6 separate regions of the Mus musculus genome follow, and regions 2, 3, 4, 5 and 6 are each linked to region 1. The links are chromatin contacts, called in public HiCAR-type, HiChIP or PLAC-seq and promoter capture Hi-C maps. All regions are on one chromosome and are shown on one strand. Each heading gives the region's core, a stretch centred on a gene start, on an enhancer-like site or on the middle of the called end of the contact. The rest is flanking DNA. Distances are from core to core; before and after follow the strand shown. Region 1 holds the start of Ext1 (exostosin glycosyltransferase 1). Region 2 overlaps Eif3h (eukaryotic translation initiation factor 3, subunit H). Region 3 holds the start of Eif3h (eukaryotic translation initiation factor 3, subunit H). Region 4 holds the start of Ccn3 (cellular communication network factor 3). Region 5 holds the start of Rad21 (RAD21 cohesin complex component). Region 6 holds the start of Mal2 (mal, T cell differentiation protein 2).

What was found. Promoter capture Hi-C pulls out the DNA fragments that hold promoters and counts their contacts. HiCAR-type assays count read pairs that join an accessible place to other places. HiChIP or PLAC-seq counts read pairs in DNA pulled down with a chosen protein or histone mark.
Region 2: a contact with region 1 is called in a promoter capture Hi-C map of liver, with 4 times the contacts expected there. The contact joins the enhancer-like site here to the promoter of Ext1 in region 1. A contact is called at or near these places in 3 of 39 promoter capture datasets (embryonic stem cells and liver) and 3 of 115 datasets of contacts at active chromatin or transcription factors (embryonic stem cells, extraembryonic endoderm stem cells and pancreatic cancer cells).
Region 3: an H3K27ac HiChIP or PLAC-seq map of thymic regulatory T cells shows a contact between it and region 1, with 9 times the contacts expected there. The contact joins the promoter of Eif3h here to the promoter of Ext1 in region 1. A contact is called at or near these places in 3 of 39 promoter capture datasets (liver, pre-B cells and stem cell-derived epiblast-like cells), 4 of 484 Hi-C or Micro-C datasets (B cells, CD4 T cells, CD8 T cells and 1 more), 4 of 115 datasets of contacts at active chromatin or transcription factors (astrocytes, extraembryonic endoderm stem cells, pancreatic cancer cells and 1 more) and 1 of 9 other capture datasets (liver).
Region 4: a contact with region 1 is called in a promoter capture Hi-C map of hippocampal neurons, with 4 times the contacts expected there. The contact joins the promoter of Ccn3 here to the promoter of Ext1 in region 1. A contact is called at or near these places in 1 of 39 promoter capture datasets (hippocampal neurons), 1 of 484 Hi-C or Micro-C datasets (embryonic stem cells) and 1 of 115 datasets of contacts at active chromatin or transcription factors (large pre-B cells).
Region 5: a contact with region 1 is called in a HiCAR-type map of astrocytes, with 4 times the contacts expected there. The contact joins the promoter of Rad21 here to the promoter of Ext1 in region 1. A contact is called at or near these places in 3 of 39 promoter capture datasets (embryonic stem cells, liver and pre-B cells), 7 of 484 Hi-C or Micro-C datasets (B cells, the N1E-115 cell line, Th1 cells and 3 more), 7 of 115 datasets of contacts at active chromatin or transcription factors (astrocytes, cardiomyocytes, embryonic stem cells and 2 more) and 2 of 9 other capture datasets (adipose tissue and liver).
Region 6: an H3K4me3 HiChIP or PLAC-seq map of forebrain shows a contact between it and region 1, with 4 times the contacts expected there. The contact joins the promoter of Mal2 here to the promoter of Ext1 in region 1. A contact is called at or near these places in 1 of 39 promoter capture datasets (hippocampal neurons) and 1 of 115 datasets of contacts at active chromatin or transcription factors (forebrain).

What each region holds. Positions count from the first base shown.
Region 1 is chr15:53,344,290-53,348,448 of GRCm38.p6, forward strand. It overlaps Ext1 (exostosin glycosyltransferase 1), which reads right to left and starts at 1,894. Exons shown (of 11, transcript NM_010162.2): 1 at 113-1,894. The coding sequence starts at 1,074.
Region 2 is chr15:51,838,451-51,842,609 of GRCm38.p6, forward strand. It overlaps Eif3h (eukaryotic translation initiation factor 3, subunit H), which reads right to left. Exons shown (of 8, transcript NM_080635.1): 2 at 4,018-4,159. Among named protein-coding and RNA genes, the nearest start is that of Eif3h, 25 kb to the right of the region's middle. Within about 2 kb of position 2,456, at least 10 of the 459 cell types and tissues checked have an H3K27ac peak or open chromatin away from gene starts, as enhancers often do. A contact at or near this core is called in liver, where this site is marked.
Region 3 is chr15:51,863,518-51,867,676 of GRCm38.p6, forward strand. It overlaps Eif3h (eukaryotic translation initiation factor 3, subunit H), which reads right to left and starts at 1,944. Exons shown (of 8, transcript NM_080635.1): 1 at 1,809-1,944. The coding sequence starts at 1,940.
Region 4 is chr15:54,743,731-54,747,889 of GRCm38.p6, forward strand. It overlaps Ccn3 (cellular communication network factor 3), which reads left to right and starts at 2,180. Exons shown (of 5, transcript NM_010930.5): 1 at 2,180-2,307; 2 at 2,442-2,667; 3 at 4,033-4,159. The coding sequence starts at 2,242.
Region 5 is chr15:51,989,900-51,994,058 of GRCm38.p6, forward strand. It overlaps Rad21 (RAD21 cohesin complex component), which reads right to left and starts at 1,861. Exons shown (of 14, transcript NM_009009.4): 1 at 1,648-1,861. Gm52217 reads left to right here and starts at 1,076. Exons shown (of 2, transcript XM_030248881.1): 1 at 1,076-1,890. The coding sequence starts at 1,170.
Region 6 is chr15:54,568,909-54,573,067 of GRCm38.p6, forward strand. It overlaps Mal2 (mal, T cell differentiation protein 2), which reads left to right and starts at 2,458. Exons shown (of 4, transcript NM_178920.4): 1 at 2,458-2,729. The coding sequence starts at 2,601.

The DNA of each region.
Region 1 (4,159 bases), core at 644-3,143:
AAGCAACAGAACTGAGGGCTTCTGTCTCCACCCCGCATCCCCCACCCTCCCACCTGGACTCAGGTATCCAGGGCCCAGGGCCGAGCCTCGAAGGGAGGCAGCCCTTACTCACTTCTCATACTCGGTGTTGTCTCTGTCACAGCGAGAATCCTTGTGCTTTTGCCAGTCTTTGCCATGCTTGCAGGTGGTGAGGAGCAAGACGTCCTCCCCGTTATGGACGTGATATAAGGCATTCCTGGTGTCTGACCCTATCCCTGTCAGGTACCGCTTCCCCTTGAATACCAGCATGTACTTCCTGAGAGGAGGGATGGTGTTAAATTTCAAAAACCCCCTCTCCCCTCCTGTCCTGGGATGATCCTTAGAAAAGAGGGGAATAGAAACATCAAAGTTTGGTCGGAAGTTTTCAGTACTGATGCTGGCTTTGGCCAGCATCGCCTGGCCGATGTCAAACCCCACGTCCTCAGTGTAGTCAGGCCAAGTGCCAGAATATAAATTAAAAATTAAATGATTCCTACCATTGTTCCACAAGTGGAGACTCTGCACTTTGGATCTCAAATTGTGCACATACTGAGGTGATAACTGGTCTCTGTCTAAAGTATCCAGACTCAAGACAAAGAGGCACGCCTGGCTGGGGTCCGAGGTGTAGAACCTGGAGCCCTCGATGGCCGCTAGAATGTTTTGGTAACTTTCGGCGATTTTCTCCCCTTTCTGCTGCGGGTACACGTAGACTTTGAAGCCGTTTTTCTTGCAAAGGGTGAAATCGAAGCAGGACTCCATGCGGCACTTCTTGCCTTTGTAGATGCTCGAGTTGGCGTCTCGCTTCTGCCGGGGGGAAATGTGCACGCTGGAATCCTCGTTTTCCAATTGATCCCAAGGAAAGAAAGGGCGCAGAGCGTCCGGGAAGCGGGGCCAGAAATGATCCGGACTGGGCTGGTGCAAGCCATTCCGACCACTGTGCTCTTCTCTCCGGCTGTGGCTCCTCGATGCCCTAAACTGCACGCCTCCAAAATAAAACAAAAGGGCGAGACAAGAGCCAGCTGAGAGCAGGATGAAATAGCGTTTTTTGGCCTGCATGTGTCCTGCCTGGGTCAAGAGGATTGTAAATAAACACAAGAATCACCCAAGTTTCCCAATCAACACTTTCAGCTCCAGTCCGCCATCTTCCCGCCTGTAAAGACTTCAAACTCTCCGCTCCCACCTTCTCTGGATGCCTTTCCCCAAGCCGTGGACTGATCCAGCGCATGTGGGCGATTTCTTTAACTTTCTCCCCTTCGGTCTTTCATCTTTGGGCTGCACAATGCACGGGAGAGAGCCGGGCAGAAGATCTCGCACCCAGGGCGGGCGAACAGCGGACTGTAATTTTCTTGCATGCAACAAGACGGAGGAAAAGAAAGAGAGCAGGGAAGAAAAAGCTCCCGATACCCAATCAATGGCAAGACGAAGTGACTGCCTCTCCGCTCGGATTCCTCTCGGCGGCGTGGAGAACGAGCCCGGGGAAAGCAACTTCAACTCATCCACACTCCGGTGCAGAGCACTACGGTTCCAACAAGTCAATCCGCCCCGGCTTCAGCCGGCTAGTGCATCTTGCAGCTGGGGCGCCGTAACCTCACAAATCCCTGCATGTCTCTTTATTCCCTTCTGCAGCGGCTCCCACACTCCGCCGGTGTTTACTCCTGCGCTCACGGGGCCGGCTCCCCGGGCGCGCGGCGGCCCGGCCGGCGGCACGAGGCGGCGCGGGGCGGCGGCGGCGGCGCGTCCTCCCCGCGGGCAGTGCCGGCCCCGAGCGGTGCTTCGCAGGCCCCGCGCTATCACTGCCGACCGCCGCGTTCGGTCGCCGAATGTTACCCGGTTCTGAATGTTACACTTACACATTCCATTCCCGACACGACAGCGCTGACCTCATCCATCCACGCAGCCCGCGCTGCCATTGGCCGGGCGTCACGTCCGGGTGGGGCGGGGCTTCCGCTGCGCCCATTCATAACCCCCGGCGGCCGGCAGAGGCGCCGGCGCGGCGCGGCGCGGCGCGGGCGCGGGGACCCAGGAGCGCACGGGCGGCGGGCGGAGCGCTAGCCGGCCGGGCGTCGCCCACCGCCGGCCTTCTGCACGCCGGGCCGGGAATGCAACCCGGACCAGACGGGCCCCAGAGGCGCGGGAGGAAGTGTGGGGACGTGGCCAGCAGCCCGCTGCTCGGGATGCCCCGGGTCTCCACGAGCCGGGAACGCCTCCCCGCCGGGAGGCTGAGAGGACCGGTTCCTGGAGAAGGATGCCTTGAAAATGGAGAAGCGAGGGGAAGGGGGGTGGGGACTTCATGGAAAGCGAGCGCAGGTCGGGATGTCTCTCCCCCCACACTTGGACCCGCTGAGGACCAATTTTTTGGTGGGTCTTGTTTTTAACGTTTAAGTGGTCTTTCTAATTCCCCTATGTAATCCACCTATTTTTCTGTCTTCCTCGCCGAGACACCCTAATCCTCAACAATAAGGAGGAATTGTCACAGTCCGATGGATCTGTGGCTGAGTGTGAGAAGACACCTCCTAAAGCCATCTGATCTGCGTGCCCTCTCTTCCATTCCCGAATCCCTCCCACCTGTTCTATTCACTGATATTGGGCCGGGAGGGATCTAATGGCTGAAAAGAAAGCCATTTCATTTTGCCCCCATCGGTGTTGTTATTCTTCCTGAGGTGGTATTTTTAAGATGTCACCTGGCCCTAGCTGTAGAAGGGAACCTTTGAAGCAAAAAAAAAAAAAAAAAAAAAAATGTATTTACAATAAATGTGCCACGGTTCCTTCAATTGACCTTCCTTCTGTCGACTCCCCTGCCCCAAGCCCCTGTCATTCTGAGTGAACTTAATTGGATGATTCTGAAAGGAACCTCCAGGACCTCCAAGCTGTGCTAGACTCCCAAGCATTACCTGGCCTCACAGCCTGAATTCTGGCTTAGAACACTTACCCACCCTAGCCTCAGAGCCTGGCCAAGCTGGACAAGCAGTTGCCTAGGGCAGCAAGCTGTTTAGTGATTGTTTATTGTGGGAGTGAGTGAGCTGGGAGCAGACACATCCCTACCTCCCTCGGGCTACTGAAAACCCCAGCCGGTTGTGTACCCATGGTATGGTTATAATAAGGCAGAGTGGAAAGTTTTCAACCTTTGTTGTTTCAGATTTGTTTGAATAAAGAAGGGAAGAGATATTGGGTGGGATATTTTGGTACATTCTGAAACCTCTGCCCATTTTGAACCTGCCAAAGATGAAGTAGGTTTTCATGATTTACTTTGTCCCCACCACAGGATTTAGAGAGGCCTGAAACAAGAGTAAGGGTTCAGTCATTTTCCGAGCAGGATGAAAACGGTTCAGGTAAAGGTAGAGATTAGAGCCACAAGTGACCCCAGGTCTCAGGGGGATTGCAATGAACAGTCTTCAAGACAGAGCTCTTTGTGTTGAGATCTGGCTGTCAAACAACCTGCACCCTGTAGAAGATAGGACTCTTCTTATCCTGCATTGGCAAAGTCTCTTGCTTTTCTTGTCTAACTGTGGTTCCCTCAGCTCACAGCACATCTTTGCATTCAGTTCATTAGTGGTTGATGTTGTAGGAGAAAAATGGTACTGAAAGTGAGGGGAAACACGTTCAGCCCGTGTTTCTGCAATTGAACCTTAGGAATAATGATCTCGGCTTACTCTCAGCTTCTCATTGATGAAGTGATGTTTTAGAGTAATGTTTTTTGTTTTTGTTTTTTTAATCAGCCAGTCTCAGTTTGTAATGTAATCCATTAACACTCCTACCCTATTTTTTCACTAGATCTACTCACCTATTATATCTTTATTTAATATTTATTTAATGTGTAGCGATGTTTTGCCTGGATATATGTACGTGCACCACCTATAAGCCTGATACTCATGGAAGTCAGAGCAGGATGTCAGATCTGGAACTGGAGTTGTGAATGGGTGGGGACCATCCTGCTGGGGTTGGAAATTGAACTCTGGACTTCTTCAAAAGCAACAAGTGCTCTTAGCTGCTGGACATTTCTCCAGCCTTAGTTTCGTTCCTTTTCTTTTCTTTTTCCTGTTTAATCAGAATGAATAGTCTTAGTATTTTAAGATTTATTTTTAAGTGTGTGTGTGTGTGTGTGTGTGTGTGAATGCAGGTAACTGTGAAGGCTAGAGGCATC
Region 2 (4,159 bases), core at 1,206-3,705, 1.5 Mb before region 1:
ACAGATCATAGTGGTTACTAACAATATAGGCAAGGAAACATTAAGCAAGTATCACATCATTCTATAAAACGTCTCCATATTTCTGAAAACTACGAATCATGCTCTCTGTCCTGACCACGCTCTGAATTCTGAGGCAACACAAAGCTGAAGGAGGAGCCTCCGGTAGGTTTCTAGCAGTTCTGGCTTCAGACAACCAAGGAAGGGAGGTGACCACGCAACAAGTAATTAGACCAAGACTGTCTCTGCCATCCAGCACAGCTTTAACATTACAAATATGACGACTGAGAGCTCGCTCTCCTAGCCCAGCAGTAGAAGCAGCACCTGAGCTGCACGGGACTCCTCTGAAGCCCTCATCTCATTAAAGTGACTTTGTAATCATTTAACGAGTCCTGGGAACACTTTCTGCTTTAACTTTTATTTCGAGATAATTCTGTACTTTAAACTTTTAGCAAAAGAAAATTTTGCTACAACGAAAATTGGCCAAAAGCAAGTCCAGGGTCTCATGCATGCCACGGACTTGCTATCTAAGTCCATTCCCTTCTGCAGTTCCCTGCTGCCTTTCTAAGGAGACCGAGTTTGGAGAACAGTGACCACTCTCTCTCTATGACTAACCTAAGGCATGCAAAATTAAGTTTCTCTGTTCCAAATATAAAAATTATGAATTTGGCTCTGATACAAAAAGGTAAGCTTTTTGTAACATCTGCAATATTAAATTGATTTAGTCTGCTAAAAAACAAGACAGTGAGTTATTGAATCTGTGTTTAATTCAGTACACTTTATAACATATTTAAGGAATTCAGTTGTATAAAACAGGATCTGAATCTTATCAGATGAAAATATTTTGTGCTGTTAGCAAGCCTCGGGTTGTATGTCTGAGAAAACAAATTAGTCTCTAGTTCTCCTAAGCTTGATAATAGTGCCCCCTAATGGGAATTTTAACTTGAGGGTTTTTAACTTACATTTTAAAAAGCATATATTCTCTGAGTAGGTTTCCTCACTATAACCTTAAAACGCAAATTCTATAATGTAAGTTGAGCAAAACTGGACCACTCAAAAAGCTACCTATGTTGCATCAAAAAACAAAACATAACAGAAACAAAGAAGACAGACACATTTCTAGGTTTTACAGTATCATAATAACATAATAATATAACACATAATTCAAGAGACCACTAGGCAAGCAGTTTTATCCCAAGAAAACTGTCTCCACCAGGTTTCTGGTACTCACTCAGTGAGCCATCAGCATGCGCCCAGTGAAAGCCACTCTAGGATAGGACAGAAACTGACTGACCGTGGGCTACTGACCGTCGCAGGAGAATGAACCTTTCTTTCACAGTGCAGGCACAAGCTGACACCTGCGAATCAAGCCCACTAAACATCAACAACCCAGAGTGTGTTGTTTTCTTTAAAAGAAAAGGTGAGAAAATTAAAGCAAGAGCTACCTACTCTGCCACCTCCCAGGGTTGCCAGGGAAGTGACACCAACAGTACTACAGCTTTCATTTTGGTGTTCACACTATATTCTGAACTTGGGCAAACTAAGTGCATCGCCCAGAAGACATAAGCACTGAACAACTACAGCGAGCACAGATTTACTATCATCCTATTCTGTGCCCAAACAAGAGGAAGAGAACAAGGAGTAAGAAAGGTATATTACCAGTCACAATGTTTCAAAGAGCCCAAACATAACATCTAGGATACGGACCAATAAGGCTACTGTATAGATCTAACATCTATAGCAGGAATAGAGTGAATAATACATAAACAAATAGGACAGCCTTCCAATAAAACTTTATTTACAACAGCAGGTACAGGAATCAGCTTGTCAACGCAGTTTAAAGCATTTGCTAATATTTCATTTGTAGCACAGATTAAAATTCCTCACTTTATAAAAGGCACAAAAGAAGCCCATATCCCAACAACAACAACAACAAAAACCTCAAGAAACCCAAGTTACATAATGCCATAACTATGAAATACTTGATATTTCAGTTTCATAAAATTGGTGGCCAAAGAAATGACGTCTTTCTTAATAAATACCAATTTGAGGAGGCACTGAATAATGAAAAACAAGGGAGTAAAACAAGTGGTCTTTATCATGACACAAAATAATCCACATTTAGGACTATTCTAAAATACCCAAGCATAGTGGGAAATTTCATTTTTATTTAAGTTTGACAAAAAAAAAAAAAAAAAAAAAAAAAACCTATGGTGACCACACTCTGATGATTGTTAAGAAAAGAGATGGGTTAGGTAACCGAAATTCAAATGTATCGCCTAAGGCTATGAAGAAATACAGAGTGTTATGTTATACTTTCACAGGTATAACGAAAGTGATGAATCTCACTGGAATGTTGTGTTTGCATGTCTCTCTGTCTCTGTCTGTCTGTCTGTGTGTGGGACGGTGCTGCACACATAGAGACCAAAGGTCAATGGCGGGGTCTTCCTGAAGCCTCATTGGCTACTCACTGACGTGCTCGGCTCTCTGCCCGGCGCCCTCGCCAGGATCTGGGGTTACAGATGTGCACCACACAGAGAAGCTTTATGTGAGCGCTGCGGATCTGAACTTGGGTTCTCAACGCTTGTGTGTGACAGGCTTACCAATCGGAGCCACCTTCCCAGCCCCTCGTTAGCTCTTAAAGGTAAACCAAGAGATTGAAACTTGTACATAAATAGACATTAGATATGGAATTATGCTGTTTTATAGTCAACATATCTTAATCTCTGACACACACTTCAGTTTCTTAATGCAGAGAATAGGGCTGATAGAAATCTTAAATTAAGCAGAACAGGACATAATGCCCAGGATTTAAAAATTATTTGTATTACTAAATGCTAAACCAAGTGTCTTCTTGACTTAAAACCTGACACAAGCTTTGTAAAGTACATGTTCACTAGCTAATTATCTTAAACTCATAAGAGGCTACCGTCCAGTGATCAAACTCTAAAATTAACAAAACACTACACAGCATAAGTGCACTAAACATCATTTCTTTATATTCAAAAGAATTTTACTTAAAAATAACAACCACCCAACAAAACCAGGTAATGGCATTGTATATTCTGAGATGGTCTGTGCTCTCATCAGCCACACTTATTCAAGAAAACTCTACAACTCATTTGTAAGAGAAAACAACTGTATCAACAACCACTTGTCCCTTAGTCCTGAAATAGTGAATATTAAATTATTTCCAGATATGCTGAATAGAAAAATTGATCTCTCTGGTAATGCTATTAACAGACTACACACAAATCCCAACATTAATCCTATCAAAGGTGTTTAAGCTTACAGTAATCCAGATGAAAACTGGCCTGTTTAAAACAGAAAAAAAAAATCCATTTTATACAGAAGTTTTAAAATGACACACGAGCAGTTGCGTATCTGAAACAAAGTCAGGCATGGGATTTTTCCGGAGATACTAAATGAAAGCTGATTTCCAGGTGGATGGTGGGAATAATGGAATCAACCTCTGCAAAAATATACCTTACATTTATAATATGTTCAAGTCTCTAAGAGACTAATAAATAAAATAGTGACAGTTAAAAAGTTAAAGAAATTACATATAAATTGTGTCCTAAGAGCTCAAGAAAGTGAAAAGAAATTATTTTCAACTTGGATTTGTTTTGGTTTGGGGTTTTGAGACAGGGTTTCTTTCTATAACAAAGCCCTTGCTCTCGCTTTATAGACCAGGCTGGCCTCAAACTCACAAAGATCTACCTGCCTCTGCCTCCTAAGTGTTTGTGGCTGGTATAATCTTTAAACTACAAGGATAATCTTTCTAAAACAGCTAGCAAAACTTACCTCTTCTTAAACACTTTAAAACAGAAGACAATGGATGCCAAACAGGACAAATAAAACTTTTTTATACAAATTCTCATTGCACAGACATGTCATTTTTTTCCAGAAACTATAAAAACTTAAGCAAACCCAGTACGAGAGGAAGGTTCCAGTGAGAAATGAGCTAACACTATTTGTGTTCACTGCAAAGACACACTTGACAGCAGCCCATAGCCTTACCCTCATCAAAGTCAGCATCATCCTCCGTGTGCTGGGGGAACGGGAAGCAGTTGGTAATCTCTAGCCGGTCTTCCACAACCAGACCCAGGAGCACGCCCTGAACAACCTCAGTGCCTTGTCCTTCTTCTTGATAATGTTTGAT
Region 3 (4,159 bases), core at 694-3,193, 1.5 Mb before region 1:
GTTGGGATTACAGGTGTGGACCACCATGTCCAAACCCAGTCCTAAAATAAATACATACTTGTAATTACATCTACCAGGCAGATTTATAACACCTACCTGTTGACTTTTACAACTCTAGAAGCCAAGTAATTCAAAGAGTGGTTTCAAATTATACAAAAATGCAGTTAAGACATAAGTTATGACTTAAAATACTTTCCAAGTGTTGAAATGATACTTTACAAGTCCACCCACCAACTAATTTGCGATCTTTAAACATGTATTATTTATTCCTAAAAGGCACCTGCCTCAAAAAGCCATTGAAAGCTGAAACTGTCAGCTAAGTAAACAACCTAACATTTCTTTTTCACAGTACTATGCAAGTGATACTTAACTGGAGGCATAAAGCTTTCTAAACTTAAGCTCTTCCCTGCATCTTTCAAACTCTGACATCCACAGGTATTACAGTCAGTAACAAGCACAGCTTACAGTCTCCCATGCTCACCACATACAGGTTTTCACATAATCCAAACGATACACCAATGCCTAACTACTTCTCAATCCCATCTGAACACATGAGGTAACTAAAGCTGGTTAAGGCCAACTTCTTAGGGCCACAGAGACTAAGTCTATAAACATCAGGTTATATTAAACAACAAACACAAAAAAGCCTCATGACAATCTAACTAAACTATAGTCCAAAGTGAAATTACTAATAATTTCCACTTAAACACTGCCTGCTGCAATCACAATTTTCACATAAATTAAAAAATCCCTATTACAAGAGTCTTTAGCCGGGCATGGTGGCGCACGCCTTTAATCCTAGCACTTGGGAGGCAGAGGCAGGCAGATTTCTGAGTTCGAGGCCAGCCTGGTCTACGAAGTGAGTTCCAGGACAGCCAGGGCTACACAGAGAAACCCTGTCTCGAAAAAAAAAAAAAAAAAAAAAAAAAGTCTTTAGAAAATACCTAATGGATAATACCTAAAAACTGGTTTGAGAGAAAAGGGTGCTTTGGGGAAAAAAGAAAAAAGAAGAAAAGAAGGAGGAGGAGAAAGAAGGGAGAAGAAGAAGACGACGACGATGACCTTTTTCTTTTCTCTGTGGTTTTCTTTTTGAGACAAGATCTCGGTGCCAAATGACCTCAAACTCGTGGAGCTCTGCCTGCCTGGGCCTCACCTGTGCTCAGGGTAAAGACATGTGCCACCACAACCTTCAGGAGGAAGGTTCCTAAAGCTTAGAACCCCACCTCATTTCTAGATTCGCATATTTTCTCTTCCATCCACTACCTTCCCCCGAGCTTCCCCAGATACTCTAAGTCATGGATCTTATGCAGAAATAAACTTACGGCTGTGTCCTATGGCTTCTTGGGTTCACGCTGAACTCTGCCTAAGAGTTTTACCCCAGTTCTGCAAGCCCAGGTAAAGTTAACACACGCTAACACAGTAAATCTATTGAGAATGCACTTGGCAAACGCCCCTCCGGGAAGCCAAGGTGTTTCCTTTCCCCTCACTCCTCTCCCTAGAGCCCCAAACAGAACCCTAAATCCTTCCCATCACAACTGTCATTCGGTTGTAACCCCTCCTCTCCTGAGCCTCTAAAAGCCAGACCACGCCAAGCTGTCCCATACCCCCATTCCGGCCCCGTTTCTCAGCACTCAGGTCTCTCGTCGGAAAACAGGGAAGGCTGCGGTGTCTTTCGAGCAAAAGTGAAGATGAAGGAGAAGGGCGCCGAGGGGAGAGCGCGGTCAGCCCGCGCCTGGGGAAGGCGGCAGGAAGCGCGCCCGGCAGGGATCAGCCTCACACGTGGGCCTGTGGCCGCAACCCGCACTCACCAGGCCGTCGATCTGCACCTGCTTCACGGCCGAATCTCCGGAGCCGCCTTTGCCTTTGCCCTTCCCCACCGCGCCGCCAGCAGAACCGGAGGAGGTGGCGGTAGAGCCGGTGCCTTCCTTGCGCGACGCCATGTTTCCAGCCAGACAGGAAGAAAGAGAAGCGTGAGGCGCCGGAAGCGGAACTACGAGGCTCCGTGACGCTATGTTAAGGCTTTGGGGGTGGGGGGGGCGGTGTCTGGAAGCAGGCTGGGCAGGGCCCCGCCTCCTCGGTGGTGTTTCTCCCTCCCCCAACCCTCCCTGAGATTGTGGGAATCCTCTGCGCACGCGCGGAGTTTGGCCCGTACTGCTCAACCCACAGTAATTGATTAGGGTCACTCTGACTACAGAGAAAGAGCTTAGAAGCAAGAGCCATTATTCTACACCCACTCAGAATATACAGAAAATGTCTAAAACATGGTTAACTTTGATCAGTCTCTAAAATGAAAGATTTACCTGGGTAAAATACTCAGAAGTTCTTTTCTGTAGTGTTGTAGTGTGGAAGTTGATGTCATGGTAAGTATTCAGAATGCAGACTCTACGAATAATGCTGACCTATGACATGAGCTCTGAAATACATATTATCGTGACTGGAAAACACTACATCTGTTGTAGGAAGCCATTGTAATAATTCTCTGCTTTAGAGTGACTTTTTCCCTACTCCTTATTCAAAAGTAATGAAATGGTCACACTGTGGCAGAAAATATTGTATGCTAACCTTTAATTTTTGTTGTTGCTATTATTTGGGGTTTGTTATGCATCAATCTGACAGCAAGGATTAAAATGTTACTAATGATTCAATGATTCAATGTCCACTTCTACAAGTCTAGAAGGAATATTAGCATCCTGGCTCACAGAGAAAATCTCCACAAAGTATCAAAGGTGCATCATAGAAGAGTTACACTAGAAAGCAGTAGCAGGGTGTTAAAAAGCAGAAATAAAACTCTCAAAAGAATTAAGTGGGAGTTAAAACTGTGTGGTATTTATAAAGAAAAAATATCCACTAGCTAATCCTACAACATACATAGTTTGACAGGACACTGCCTCTGGAAAGCAGGGACACAAATGTGACAATGGCAGCTTGTAAAGGTGAAGGGGAAAACCCATATTAGGATGAAGTGCTTAATTTTAATTGGGTATGTTAATTAGGTGAGCCAAGGGAGGTGCTGAGTGCTGGACTTCCTTTGATAGCTGGACTTTGGTAGTCATCCACAGGAGGAGGAAGTGGCCAAATAAGGGAATGGACCTTGTTGGCTAGCTTTAGGAATGCAATCTGTTGGTTTGGTTTGATGGAGGGAATGGGGGGAGAAGGGCAAGGCCTAACAGATCGATGCCTGCAGTGCTTGGGCTGGCTAGAGTCCCTTCAGAGAAGTCCCTACTAGCTACCTTTCCATCACCAGATCTGTATTAGACGAGCCAGCCGAAGTAAAGACCCAGAGTTCAGCACCAAAGTACTCAAATATAAATGTTTAAATTATTTTAAGCCGTGCGTGGTGGTGCATGCCTTTAATCCCAACACTTGGGAGGCAGAGGCAGGTGGATTTCTGAGTTCGAGGCCAGCCTGGTCTACAGAGTGCCAGGACAGCCAGGGCTACACAGAGAAACCCTGTCTCAAAAAACAAAAAAACAAAAAACAAAAAAAGGTAAATTGTTTTAAAAATTGTGCCAGTTAGGTAGTGGCACTTGCCTTTAATCCCAGCACTGGGGAGATAATGGCAGGCAAATATCTAGGAGTTTAAACTCAGCCTGATCCAGGGCAAGTTCCAGGACAGCCAGAACCACAGAGAAACCCTGCCTTGAAAAAAAAAACAGAAATTGGGCTGGGCGTGGTGGTGCATGCCTTTAATCCCAGCACTTGGGAGGCAGAGGCAAGTGGATTTCTGAGTTCGAGGCCATCCTGATCTACAGAGTGAGTTCCAGGACAGCCAAGGCGACACAGAGAAACCCTGTCTTGAAAAACAAAAACAAAAAACAAAAACAAAAACAAGAAAAGAAAAAGAAAAAACAGAAATCAAACTAAACAAACAAACAAAAAAACTAAACTGGAAAATATAATCTATCCATGAAGGACCTGGTGCAGCCCCCATGTAGGCCCTGTACTGGCAGCTTCAGTCTCTGTGCATTCATGTGAGCCTTGCTCAGTAGATTTAGAGGGACTTGTTCTCCTGGTGTGCTCCATCCCCTCTGGTTCTTACACTTATTCTGCCTCTATTCTGTTCTACGGGATTCCCTTAGCTCCCAGAGGAAGGATTTAATGAAGACATCTCTTTAAAGCTGTTTATTCCTGGATCTATCTCTGTCTGTCTCTGTACCTG
Region 4 (4,159 bases), core at 930-3,429, 1.4 Mb after region 1:
AACTATCCAATCAAGAGCTTTAGCCTTTTACTGACCAATTAACTTAGGGAACAAGGTTACATAGCATCACTTGGTATACAGGAGGATTTGTTCACTGGGGTAACCAAATCTCAGGAGCCAGTATTCAGCATTTGAATACATAACAGCACCAGATTAGCCATAACATAGAAGTGTGTCTGCCATTTCCTTGTCCTTAAATTACACCTTTCTTCCCTTCCTCACCCTTTCCCAGACTGAAGCCCAAACTCAGTGCTGTGCCCAATTCCTTTGCCCAAAGTTAGCTTCCATTTAATCAGGCACTAAAATTCAACATCCCAAGAGCCACCCTGGAGAGGGTCAAGAATCAGCGATTTTGGGAGACGTGCGCTCTCATTGTCTCGGATGTGCAGCTGGATGGAAGCATGGCAGAGCCAGGTGATACATGAGCCCCACTAACCTGATGGACGCCTCCAATCAGATGTGCAAATTAGCTCCCCTACCTCTGCCTAAACTTTGCATGCTTCTCATCCAGAGTGTGCCAAACAAAAGCAGAATTGTCACCATTGTGGGAATGCATCTGAGCAGTTCTGAGCTCTAAAAGAATAGCCATAAAGGAGGTAGAAGTGACTGTGCCATCTTGGAGTATTAGAGGGACAGCCCGGGCTCCCTATGCACTCTGCCATTGGTTTCCCTCCTGCTGAAGGTCAGTAATGCAAGGGCAATTTGTTTCTTTGTAAAGTCTAGAGCTATACAAGCCTGTATAATCTTGCTCACCAAGTGTTTTGTTTGTTTGGTTGGTTGGTTGGTTGGTTGGTTGGTTGGTTGATTTGGTTTGGTTTGGTGATTTGAAGTAGCTATCCTCAAGAGGGCTGCGTGCGCATAGTCCCTCCCCACCAAGGGGCATAATACTGAAGTCAAGGCGAAAACATGTTTTAAATCTGTTGGTCACTTTTTTGGTTTTGTTTTGTTTTGTTTTGTTTTGTTTTGTTTTTTTAAGACAGGGTTTCTCTGTATAGCCCTGGCTGTCCTGGAACTCACTTTGTAGACCAGGCTAGCCTCGAACTCAGAAATCCATGTGTCTCTGCCTCCCAAGTGCTGTGATTAAAGGTGTGCGCCACTGCCTGCTGGTCATTTTTGAAGGGGTCAAACTTGCTCTCTATTTCTTCTGACAGAAGGGAAGCATACCTCAGCACATCACCTTTTTCTTTTGCAAATGAATGCCAGCTGGAGAGTCAAGTCAAGCAGGAAGCATCCTCTCTCAGGCTCCTGCTCCATTCATGGGGCACTGAGTGCAAGCCAGTGAGGCAGTTAGAAGCAGTTTTACATCTGATGTCATATGGCAGATGCTTCAAGACTTTTCCTCTACTAGAAAACGTCTCCCTGCTCCCGTTTTTATTTGTGTTCCATTGTTTCATGTTTATTTCTACTGAGCATGTAGAACTTGGGTTTTAAGACTTTGCAAATCTTGGCGTGATTACAATCAGAAGAATTTGGCCATTTGGCCAATAGCAGCCCCCAACTCTGATGAAGTGACTCTTTTCTGTTATTTCATTTCCCTCGTGTGTGTGTGTGTGTGTGTGTGTGTGTGTGTGTGTGTCGTGTCGTGTCCTTTCCTCCTACCCACCCCCTCAAAATATTTCAAAGAGTCCCCCAATAAAGGGTGACAAACTTGCATGTGCTTCCCTTATGACTAAACTTCTGGGCCTCTGGCCAATCCCTGCCCAGCTCATATGGCTCCAAACTTTAAGCATCCCGATCAAGAGCTCCACATTTGTAGCTCTGGTTGGAACTGTGAGGGCGGAGGGTGCTAGGAAGTAGCGGTGTCAGGGGGAAGGTGAAGCAACCACCCAGAGGAAGAGGGTGTTTCCTTCTCACGAGCTGTAGCTGGCTCGGGGTCTTGGCCTCCGGGCTCCACCCAGTCCCTCCCTGTGCTCAGGGAAAAGCCAGTCCACTCACTCACACACACACACACACACACACACACACACACACACACACACACACACAGAGGCATACTCAGGCCGGGCGCCACGCCCTAAGGAGAGCTGCCTTGGGGCCCATCACCAAGGCAACCGCGGAGCTCCTTCTATTTCCCCACCCAGCTGATTCCCCCCACCCCACCCCCTCCTCCCAGTGCAGCCAACCGGTTTTGCGTCCCTGGAGCGCACTATAAAACCTGCACGGGTGGCGCTCGCCGCTCAGCCAGACCTGGGTGAAGGGGCAGTCCCATCTCCAGCCTGTAACAGCCCTAGCAGGCAGAACATGAGCCTCTTCCTGCGAAAGCGATGCCTCTGCCTAGGCTTCCTGCTCTTCCATCTCTTAAGTCAAGTAAGTGGCGCACGCTTAAGATGCCCCCGATTACTTGGACCTCCTGGACTGCCTCTGGTCCGTCCCGGGCTCACCCTGCCTTGGTTCGCCCCTGATAACCTGAGTTCGTTTTCTTGTCTCGTCGATCTTCCTAGGTCTCTGCATCTCTGCGCTGCCCTTCTCGGTGCCCACCCAAGTGCCCCAGTATATCACCGACCTGCGCCCCCGGGGTGCGCTCGGTGCTGGACGGCTGCTCCTGCTGTCCGGTGTGCGCCCGCCAGCGCGGGGAGAGTTGTTCTGAGATGAGACCCTGTGACCAGAGCAGTGGTCTCTACTGTGACCGCAGCGCAGACCCCAACAACCAGACTGGCATTTGCATGGGTAATCCTACCTCCATTCCCACCCTGCTGTCCCCTTCTTGGCCTGACCTCTCCTCTGGCAGCTAGGTGAAACTTGGCCCTCTTTTTTTACTTTCCCAGAGAACTAAGCAAAAACATTTGTAGCAATAGTGCAGTACAGTAATTGACATGTGTGGAGAGCTTTCAATGTACCGGGTATCAGGCTGAGAGGAAACATGCACCGTGCAGGTAGGTCACTTGCCGCCTAGAGAAGGGATGAAAACAGAGTTAAGGGCCAGAGTTTGGCCAGCTCCAGGGGAACACTTGGGGTGATGGAAGTATGAGCTTACCCCCAGGTCTATAGTCCCCCTCTGCCTCCACCCCCCACCCGCAGCAGCCCAGAGAGTTTGCTTTCACACCTGTAATTGTCCTAATTGGAGCCAAAGCAACTCCTTCTCCTGGGAGGACTATGACACTCCAATCTGAGCTACAGTAAAATAAAATGCAGGCAACTCACCAACCGAGACTTATGGGAAGTAATCAATGGGAGATCAATTTCCCATCAGGTACTGTAATTAGGGTCATACCTACCACCCTTGGTAAGAGTCTGAAGCGCTCTCTGTCTCTCTCTCTCTCTCTGTCTCTCTCTCTGTCTCTCTCTCTCTCTGTCTCTCTCTCTGTCTCTCTCTCTCTCTCTGTCTCTCTCTGTCTCTCTCTGTCTCTCTCTCTGTCTCTCTCTGTCTCTCTCTCTCTCTCTCTGTCTCTCTCTCTCTGTCTCTCTCTCTCTGTCTCTCTCTCTCTCTCTCTCTCTCTCTCTCTCTCTCTCTCTCTCTCTCTCCCTCCCTCCCTTTCAGCTAGTGGTGACATACTGTGCTTCAATATCAAGAAAACTTAATGCCTTTCCCAATCTGACCAGTGAACCTATTTGGTTGTAAATCCTAAACTACTACAGAAGATGACTCTTTGGAGACCATCTCTTCTTTAGAGAATAGGGTCTCTGGAGCATGACTTCAGCATCTATTCTGGTCTTTGTTCTGTGTTTCTGTCTTAGAAATGAAATCATTTCGGGGTAGGTACTTTTGAAAGGAAGTAGAGATGTGTCAGAAGCCATCAATTAACCAGAATATGTGTATTGCCATGTGCAGAGTCTGCAGTATTTACAGTCCTCTTTGCTCACTCATGAGAACTAGGTGAAGAAAGGAGGACCAGGTGGGATTGGTGCCTTCTCCTCCTTCTGGAAGCAACCGCAAGGACTTATCTCTCTTTAAGACATATACTAAGCCAGTCATCTGCACTAGAAAATGAAGAACTTCTGACCATGTCCTACCATTTTACACAGCTTCCAGTTGAATTACACGTTTCTCTCTTTCTCTCCTCTTCCCTTTGCCTTCCTGCCTGAATATTCTAGTTCCAGAGGGAGACAACTGTGTGTTCGATGGGGTCATTTACCGCAACGGAGAGAAGTTTGAGCCGAACTGTCAGTACTTCTGCACCTGCAGAGATGGGCAGATTGGCTGTCTGCCCCGCTGCCAGCT
Region 5 (4,159 bases), core at 611-3,110, 1.4 Mb before region 1:
AGAATATTCACACCTTTAAGGTAGGATGGAAAACAAAATATATTTCTCAAGAATTAAGTTTTCATCCGGGCGTGGTGGCGCATGCCTTTAATCCCAGCACTTGGGAGGCAGAGGCAGGCGGATTTCTGAGTTCGAGGCCAGCCTGGTCTACAAAGTGAGTTCCAGGACAGCCAGGGCTATACAGAGAAACCCTGTCTCGAAAAACCAAAAAAAAAAAAAAAAAAAAAAAAAAAAAAGAATAAGAATTAAGTTTTCCCAACTACCCAAGTATAACTCTCTCAGAATCTGCATGTTTTGCTAAGTCTGAAAAGAAATTCCCAATTTACTGTGCATAATACAAAAAGCACCGTGTCCACTCCTTAAACAACTCTGTAACTTTGGTTATACAAACTCTAAGATAATTCAAACACTGGACAAGGCACACACCTTCACCAATACCTTCTTAAAGAAAGTTGCCTCCAACCTTAAAGGTATTTACAATTTAAGAAAGCGACTTCAGTCTGTTCCAAAACCCTGCAGCCTTTCAGTTCACTGGCATTTGATTTTTAATAGGATTTTGCACCCTTGGTGGGGGTGGTGGGCACGGGACGGGACGACGCCGAAGCTCTTCCAATACAGTTTAAGGAGAGCAAATATTAACTTTCCTTTGTAAAGAGAAGCCGAAGTACAGAAGCCACTTCCATAAGCCATTCAAACACCAACGCGTTTTGGAACGCTGAAGACAGCTTAACAAATCAGAGAGCACGAAGAAAACGTCCACAGCGTTTCCCTCTTAAATTTGAAGAAGGCCGCTTGGTCTAGTTGAACACCTCGACAGTGTCACCTTACACTATCCTGGCAGAGCCTACTCAAAGCCTTTCTGTGCCACGAAAAAGGCACCCAGCCTCGGAACGTCTCTACAACACTCGATCCTTAGCCATTAAAGAAATTAAAAAAAAAAAAAAAGTTTAGAAAAGTTAAGGGGAATACCAGCTACACTCATGTTCTTGGAAGCAATGTTATTCGATCGTGTTTTAAAACAGCCGGTCCAATTTCTGAGATGCCCAACACACAAATATATACATTATAGAGAAATCCGGTTGAGGGAGACAGAAGAACAGGCGAGTGAGTCCACGATCCCTGCGGCCAGCACACGCCTGGCGCGACCCGGACCCCGGACTCCACACCCGATGCACCGCGCCCGCCCGCCCAGGAGTCTCCCTGACGGCTCCCGCCCTGAGTCCCGCGTCTTTGCAGACAGCCATCTTCCCCCCCGAGGGGGCGGCCAGCTCCGAGAGCGGGCTCGTTCAAACCTCCCCTTCTCTCCCCGTCAGCCCCGGGATCCCGCTGTCCCACCTCCGCGCGGCCGAGGGTCGCTTTTGTGGGCCCTGGACTGCGGCGGAACCATTAGGAAGTCAGCAGGCGCGGTGCACGGCCCCGGGGCAGCGAGGAACCCCCCCAGGCGAGGGCGGCCCCGGGACGTAGGGGGCCCGGAGAGCGCGGGGTCGCCGGGCGCTGCCCGGGAGCTGGCAGCACTCGGGGGCCGCAACGCCGGCCGCCTCGCACCGCAACTGCGGGCCGCGGAGCCCGCGCCCCGGGAGCAACCCGGCGGGGCAGAGCACCGGGGAGGGAGCCAGAGCCCGAGGAGGGGTCGGCCCGATCGCTTACCTGGATCTCGGCGGGGAGCCGGGAGGGGTGGGTGGCCCGGGGAGGGGGGGAAGGGTCAGGGGAGGGGGCGGGGAGAGGGGGAGCCCTTGTGCGGTGTAGCCTCGGAGCTGCTCCCGCCACCGCCACGGCCGCCGCCTCCTTTTCCGATTCACTCAAACAAACAAGATGGCGGCCGTTACGGCGCGGCTCTTCCGGCCGCCCAAATCCTCGGTTCAAATCGGCAGGATGTTTACGGTCAAAAAGGTACGTGTGCGCCTGCGCAACCCGCCGGAGCCGCCCCCCACCCACAGAAGGGGCGGCGCAGGCGCGCTGACCACTTCCTTGTCTCTGGACCAGCCACCTATTGGCCACGGAGCAGGCGCAAAGGGTTCCTTGAAGAGGTTTGCGGAGCGTCAGAGTTGGCAAATGCAGCGCCTGCGCAACACCGTGTAACTAATTGGGGTTTAACTTGAACTCGAGTTAAAGCAGGTCTTTGCTGTTGGCCAGTTTTCTTTGCGCCCGGCAAAAATAAAAATTATTTTAATGACCTTGTACAGCGACGAAGGAAACAAAAATCTTAAGCTAGCTGCTGGAAAAGTAAGGCCTAATTGGTTCGGCCAACCTGTGCTTATATTAGGTTTGCAGCAAAAAGCATGCTACCGAGGCCCTGGGAGAAATTTTTTGAGAGTAGATTCCTTTTACACGCAGTTCCTAAACTAACTTTGGTCTCCCATTCATGGAGTCTCATATATGTTCTTGAAAGTTCCCTTTAACAACATTTGATTCTCTGGCGGTGGTGGTACACGCCTTTAACCTCAGCACTCGGAAGGCAGAGGCAGGTGCATCTCTGTGAGTTCAAGACCAGCTTGGTCACAAGGTCCAGGACAGCCAATACTACACAGAGGAGCCCTATCTCAAACCAAAACAACAATAACAAAAACCAACAAAACAACATTTGATTCTTTGAAGCAGATGCTTGCTTATGGTTCATCAGTAAATTTCTTACTGTGGGAGTTAGCTACTGACAGTTTGGAAACACCTGCTGAAGGTGCGTGTGTCAACTTTAGGCAGTTTGCTTAACAAACCTTTGACAGGACAGATTTAATTAACAGATTTCACCTCTATTCATTGGAAAATAATCCACTTTCCTTTTTTTGGCTACGTAGTAATGACTTTTATGATTTGACTTAATAACTGACCGAGAAACTGCTTGCTGTCATTCTCTAAAGCCTTTTTATAAAGCAGTTCTGTTCTGCTTGTCTGTCTCATGATAACACACAACACATTTGAGAGAGGAAAACGGTAGGAGGATTATAAAACATACAGTAGCAGATTTTGGTTTAGAACTGCACACAGTTTTGCAGAGCTGTTCCTCGGAACTGATCAACTCTTGAAAAAGGATTATATATGTCAAAAACACTAGAGTAAGTAGGAAGCTTAGAGTAAGAGGATTGACAAGATTTTTGGGAATATCACAATGTGTTTTGGCATAACTTTAAAGCTTTTACAGTAAATGAAAAAAATAAGGTATAAAGCATTTGTTTAAAAAAAAAAAGCATTTGTTTAATAAAGAAAACTCCCCAAGTAAAATGCCTTAAGGTCTTGGACTAAGCAGAAGGAAATGGGTTTAAAACACTGATAAAACACTGATAATGATTTTGCTGTTTATCTGGATTTTGATAAGAAATGTCATTTAAGGATAAGATATGTAGTAAAATATAATCAGGCACAGACATAGAGAAGCAAAGAAGTTAGGGATAACAGTCCGTATTTCAAATACCAACACAATACAATATGTATGAATTAAATGAGTGAAAATAATCCCTCGGGGTGTGTGTGTGTGTGTGTGTGTTACATTTAAGTTTAATTCATAGTTACACCCACCTCATGGGAAAGGAAAGATTTGAGTCAACTCTGAGAACAGGATTTCACAGGCCATGTCAAGGCTGGGTGTAGGATCTGCCCAGGCATATGGGTGAATCACCAAATCAAAATCATCTGGGTTCAGGAGTGGGCCTAGAGAGGATGGAGAGTGCATATGTTGATTTGAGTTACAAAGAACTGAAGGGGGGGGGGAGGCAGAACCTGGATTAGAGCCTTATAGATCATTAAGACTTTTGTCCAAAAACTTCATCATATTAACAGTTCAATACCAAGAACATTTCAGTTACCTCCCTGGAAATATTTGACAGTGACCATTTTTATAACAGAAATTTAATAAAATAAGATTGACAGTATTTTTTCCAGGTGTGTTGTTTCAGTTTGGTATTCATTGTTTCTTTTATCCAGCAAAACTGCCTAGAAAAATTATTGACAAATGGGCAAATAGAGCTGGGGTGGAGCTCTTAAAATAATGTCAGGAAGACCTTATGATGTTAAAAAATTTACAAATTAAAAAATGTATTAGTTGGGCATGGTGGCGCACACCTTTAATCCCAGCACTTGGGAGGCGGAGGCAGGCGGATTTCTGAGTTCAAGGCCAGTCTGGTCTACAGAGTGAGTTCCAGGACAGCCAGGGCTATACAGAGAAACC
Region 6 (4,159 bases), core at 1,208-3,707, 1.2 Mb after region 1:
AAAGAAAGAAAGAAAGAAAGGGGGTTCAGAAAAAATCTACAAGCAAAACAATGCTGTAGTCATTATTTAATCTCAGTCAGGTTTCTACCCCACCTGTGGTCATTCAGTTCCCAGGTAAAATACACAACTCTTATATTTACAGTAAGCTTTTAATGTAGTAGAGCTGGGCACATAGCTACCCTCTAAGTTAGGTTCCACCTGGGCAGCTCTTACATTCAATGGGCCAGCCCTCACGGCCATGTGTTCATGACTCACCTATCCCATGGAGTCTTTCTCACTCTCCACCTTCTCTCTCCCTGTGGTCTCTCCTCAGACCCCAAGCCCAGGGAACTGGAACTCCACCTAACTTCTGCCTAGCTATAGGCTGTTGGCATCTTTATTCAACCAATGGTGTTAATTTAAGTGACAGGTTCACATGACAGTACTTTGTGTATGTGGAAATTCTCTTGTCTCTGGGGGCAACCAGGCTGTGGGGACCAGAGTTACAATACATAGCAAAAGACCAAACCTCAGCAAAGTAAGGCATGCTAGAGGTCATAGAAATGGATAAGAGGATGACACTATTAAGAACTCAGAGCTGATTTTGTGGAGAAAGAAATAATCATGGAAGGAACGGATGCTAGAGTTGCCATCATGGAGATGAAATTGGGATCATCAAGAAAAACAATACTGATATAGATAGTGATCATGGAAAGGGAGTCCATTCCAGAAAGAGCATTAGTTATGGAGCAGATTTGCTATTCTGTAGGAGAGAGGTACATAACAGTCTCTCATTCTCCTGACTTTGGGAAACCAAAGTAGGTAGGGGTGGGTACAAAAGCAGTTATGGCAAAGTAGGTGCTGGAAAGGGTGTAGTCACTGTGTTCTTTTTGGTGACACCTTTAAAATATACACAGGTGAAGTTTTAGGTCGTTAATGGATCCACAAATTCCAAGGTCATTCCAAGTTCACTCACCACAACACTTTGGTACCTTGTATGTAGTTACTGGGCATTTCCATAACAAATTCTCGGGAGTGGCCTCACCTTTGAAGATCCTTTAAGGGCTGCCTAGGCAGAAAATAAAATATAAAGATCTCTTGCCAATCAGGATCTGGACACAGAAAAGTTCATCGATTGAACAAAGCAATACAGAGAAGTTGAGGTTTCCTACTAGATAGCCAGCACACACGAACTGCCAGAAACTGGTGACTAACAGGTGGTGGTGTCAGGAAGCCCAAACAAGGTTTCATCCACACCCTCCTTTGTGGCTTTTACTGTAGTGCCACCACCACACCTAAGAGTTTCGATTATTAAAATAATGAAGACATAGGGTAAAACCTGCTGACAACCCATGCAGGGAACAACTCACAGTTCAAGAGCTAAACTTAATAGATCAGAACAAGACTCAATTTGTAGAATGTCCGATACTCGAATAGGTTTGTGTGTCCGTGTACATGTGTGCACGCATGCATATGTGTATAGTAGACACACATTTACATATCCACATACTTGATTGCTGTTCTTGTTGCTTGACAGGTTCTTTCTAGGTATCCCAAGCTATTCTATTACCAGCTTTGCAGTCTATGCTGACTTCAAACTCAGGGCAATCCACACTCTGTGAAGTACTATGATTCCGGGCGTGTATCCCCATGCCTGGGTCAGGTTTTACCAACGTGGTCTACATATGTGCTGATCTGTGGAACTTATCTTTAGATGATCTCTGAGAAATGTCCCTTTGTTCATTCCACTTTCAGAACATTGACAGCAAAACCAATAAAATGGGAATGCAAGGGGGGGAAACTGGGGCTTGGGATTCATATGTAGTAGTGTCCTGTTCTGTTTTAATAATTGTTAAGTCTTTAAAAGCAGTAGCAAAGAATACCTTTCTGAAAATGGAATAAAAAGTGTCTGTGTGGAAACGTAATGAAGCTAACATTTTGTGTATGATTATTGACGTCAAAACTGGAAAAAATAGCTACCATCCTATAAGCTACATCGCTTCCTGTACACCTAACTCTTCTGCCCATCATTGGTGGACATCCTCGTACGGATTTCTGAGACCAGAACAGAAATGACTCAAGGCCTTCCTCCAGGGTCCCACTGCCAACGACTCCAATGTGCTACATGACCCTGAAAATCCCCCTAGAATCGCCTTTAAAACAGGCATCCCATTTTCCAGGTGTGCCTGGCAACTTGGTGTTTTCCTTCTGAGTCACAGCCTCTGTCTTCCTACCCAACTGGGGAAAGTGGGTGAGGACCAGCGGGGAGACTTGAGTGGGATGGGCAGGTGGGAACCAGCAGACAGTTAGTGCAGGAGCAGCAAGTGATCTGAAGATCCAGGAGGGCTGCAGAGCTGGCGCTGAGGCTGGGGCGCACCACACCTGTGCTGGTGACCCTGACTGTCGCTAGGGCGGAGGCGCGCTCACCTGTGCCCACGTGACGGGGCGGGCCTCTGTCGGCAGAGGGCCCGTGGCCACACCCTTTCCGCGAGCAGCACGCCTGAACCCCACGGATCGGATCGGCGGCGGCGGCGGCGGCGGCGGCCAAGCCCGGGAGGCGGCGGCGGGACGCGGGAGGCGGTGGCGGCGGTGGCGGTGCGCGGAGACGTAGCAGCGGCAGCATGTCGGCCGGCGGAGCAGTCCCGCCGCCCCCGAACCCTGCCGTGTCCTTCCCGGCGCCCCGGGTCACCCTGCCCGCTGGCCCCGACATCCTAAGGACGTACTCCGGAGCTTTCGTCTGTCTGGAGATTGTAAGTGGGGCAGCTTAGGTGAAGATCGAGTCCCGGGAGCATGGACAGGCAGCATCCTTGCCCCCAGCCCGGGGTTGGTCCCTCTGAATACCCCTCCCTCAGCCTTCATCCTCTAGAAGTGGCCTTTTACTGGAGTCAGTCTCGGGGTCCTCTCCACTTAGGACCCGGGCCTCTTGCCTGGCACCTGTTACGCGGACACCTGCTCGCCGGCCTGGAATGGAAATGTGCCCTAGAGACCGATCAGGCTAGGGGCCCATGATTAGGGACTTGGGCAGGAGCCCTCTCCTGTTGGATCTCGGGGACTCTGGGCTTTGGATAGGAGCTGCGTTTGACTAGAGGAGGAACCAGCGTTCTCGGCCTTTCCCGTTGCCAACCTGCCATTTTGTTGGGTGGTGCAAAGGTGAACTGATGACTGGGTGGCCAGGAAGCTGTTAGGATGTGGAAAGCCTGGACGGGAGGCGCCAGGGAAAGGAAGAGGAGGCTGAAGCCTGGGTATGGTTTTCACCAGACTCACCCTTGCCATAGCCAGTGCCCTTTGGATTGAGAAAGAACAGGGCAGGGAGAAAGGTGAGGTTGTAGGTGCAGCAGGCAGTGTGTAATCAAGTGGGTGTGAAAATGGAGGGGCAAAGTGGAAGTGGGGCAGTCAGCCTCAGCTCTTGCCTTTGCACCTCCTGTCCTTTTCTAAGTTTACCTGAGAATTCCAAACCACCTCAGAACACTTTGCTCCGCCCAAAGTCAAGTTGATGCCACAAGCCTGCCCTGCCACCTTGTTGAACTAGACACTTGAACTTAGCGAAAGGAATGCTGTGGAGTTGGGAGTTTTTGAAGCTCCTTGTGGACAAGGGGGAAATGTGCAAATAGAAATTGGGCAACTGGGGTTGCGTCATGCTGGGAGAATGTCAAATAGAAAGACATGTCAGCAAAGCGGTGTCATTCCTGTCGGCTGGTTCTGTTTGCTCTGTTTAGGGTTTTCATGTCAACCCTCATCCACTCCTGCGAGTTTGCATAACCTGGATCTAGGTCACTCGGGGTTCCCTTTTGTGCTGCTGAGCTGAAAACCTTGTGGGCATTGGTTTTCTGCCCCATTATGCTTAGGTAGCCAAGCCACCTTGGGTTTAGCTCAGATTTGAATCTGAAAGAAGAGACCCAAGTGAATGAGTCACAGGCAGTGGCACCTGAGATCAGATAGTGAGTGTGACACTAGAAGACCCTGGCATGGGTTCGGATTTGAGCCCAATTCAGCATCGTAGGAATGACTAAGGTGGGTGGCAGGCATCCATGTGAGAGGAACAGGGAGGAGATGGCGTTGGACCAGACTCCTGACTGTGGAGGGGACACAGCTTTTAAAACAGGAAGCGTTGCAGAGAAAGAGTTCCCAGATTCTGGGCTCCTTTCCTGCCGTGTTCCTCAAGTTCCACGTGCTTGCTTCC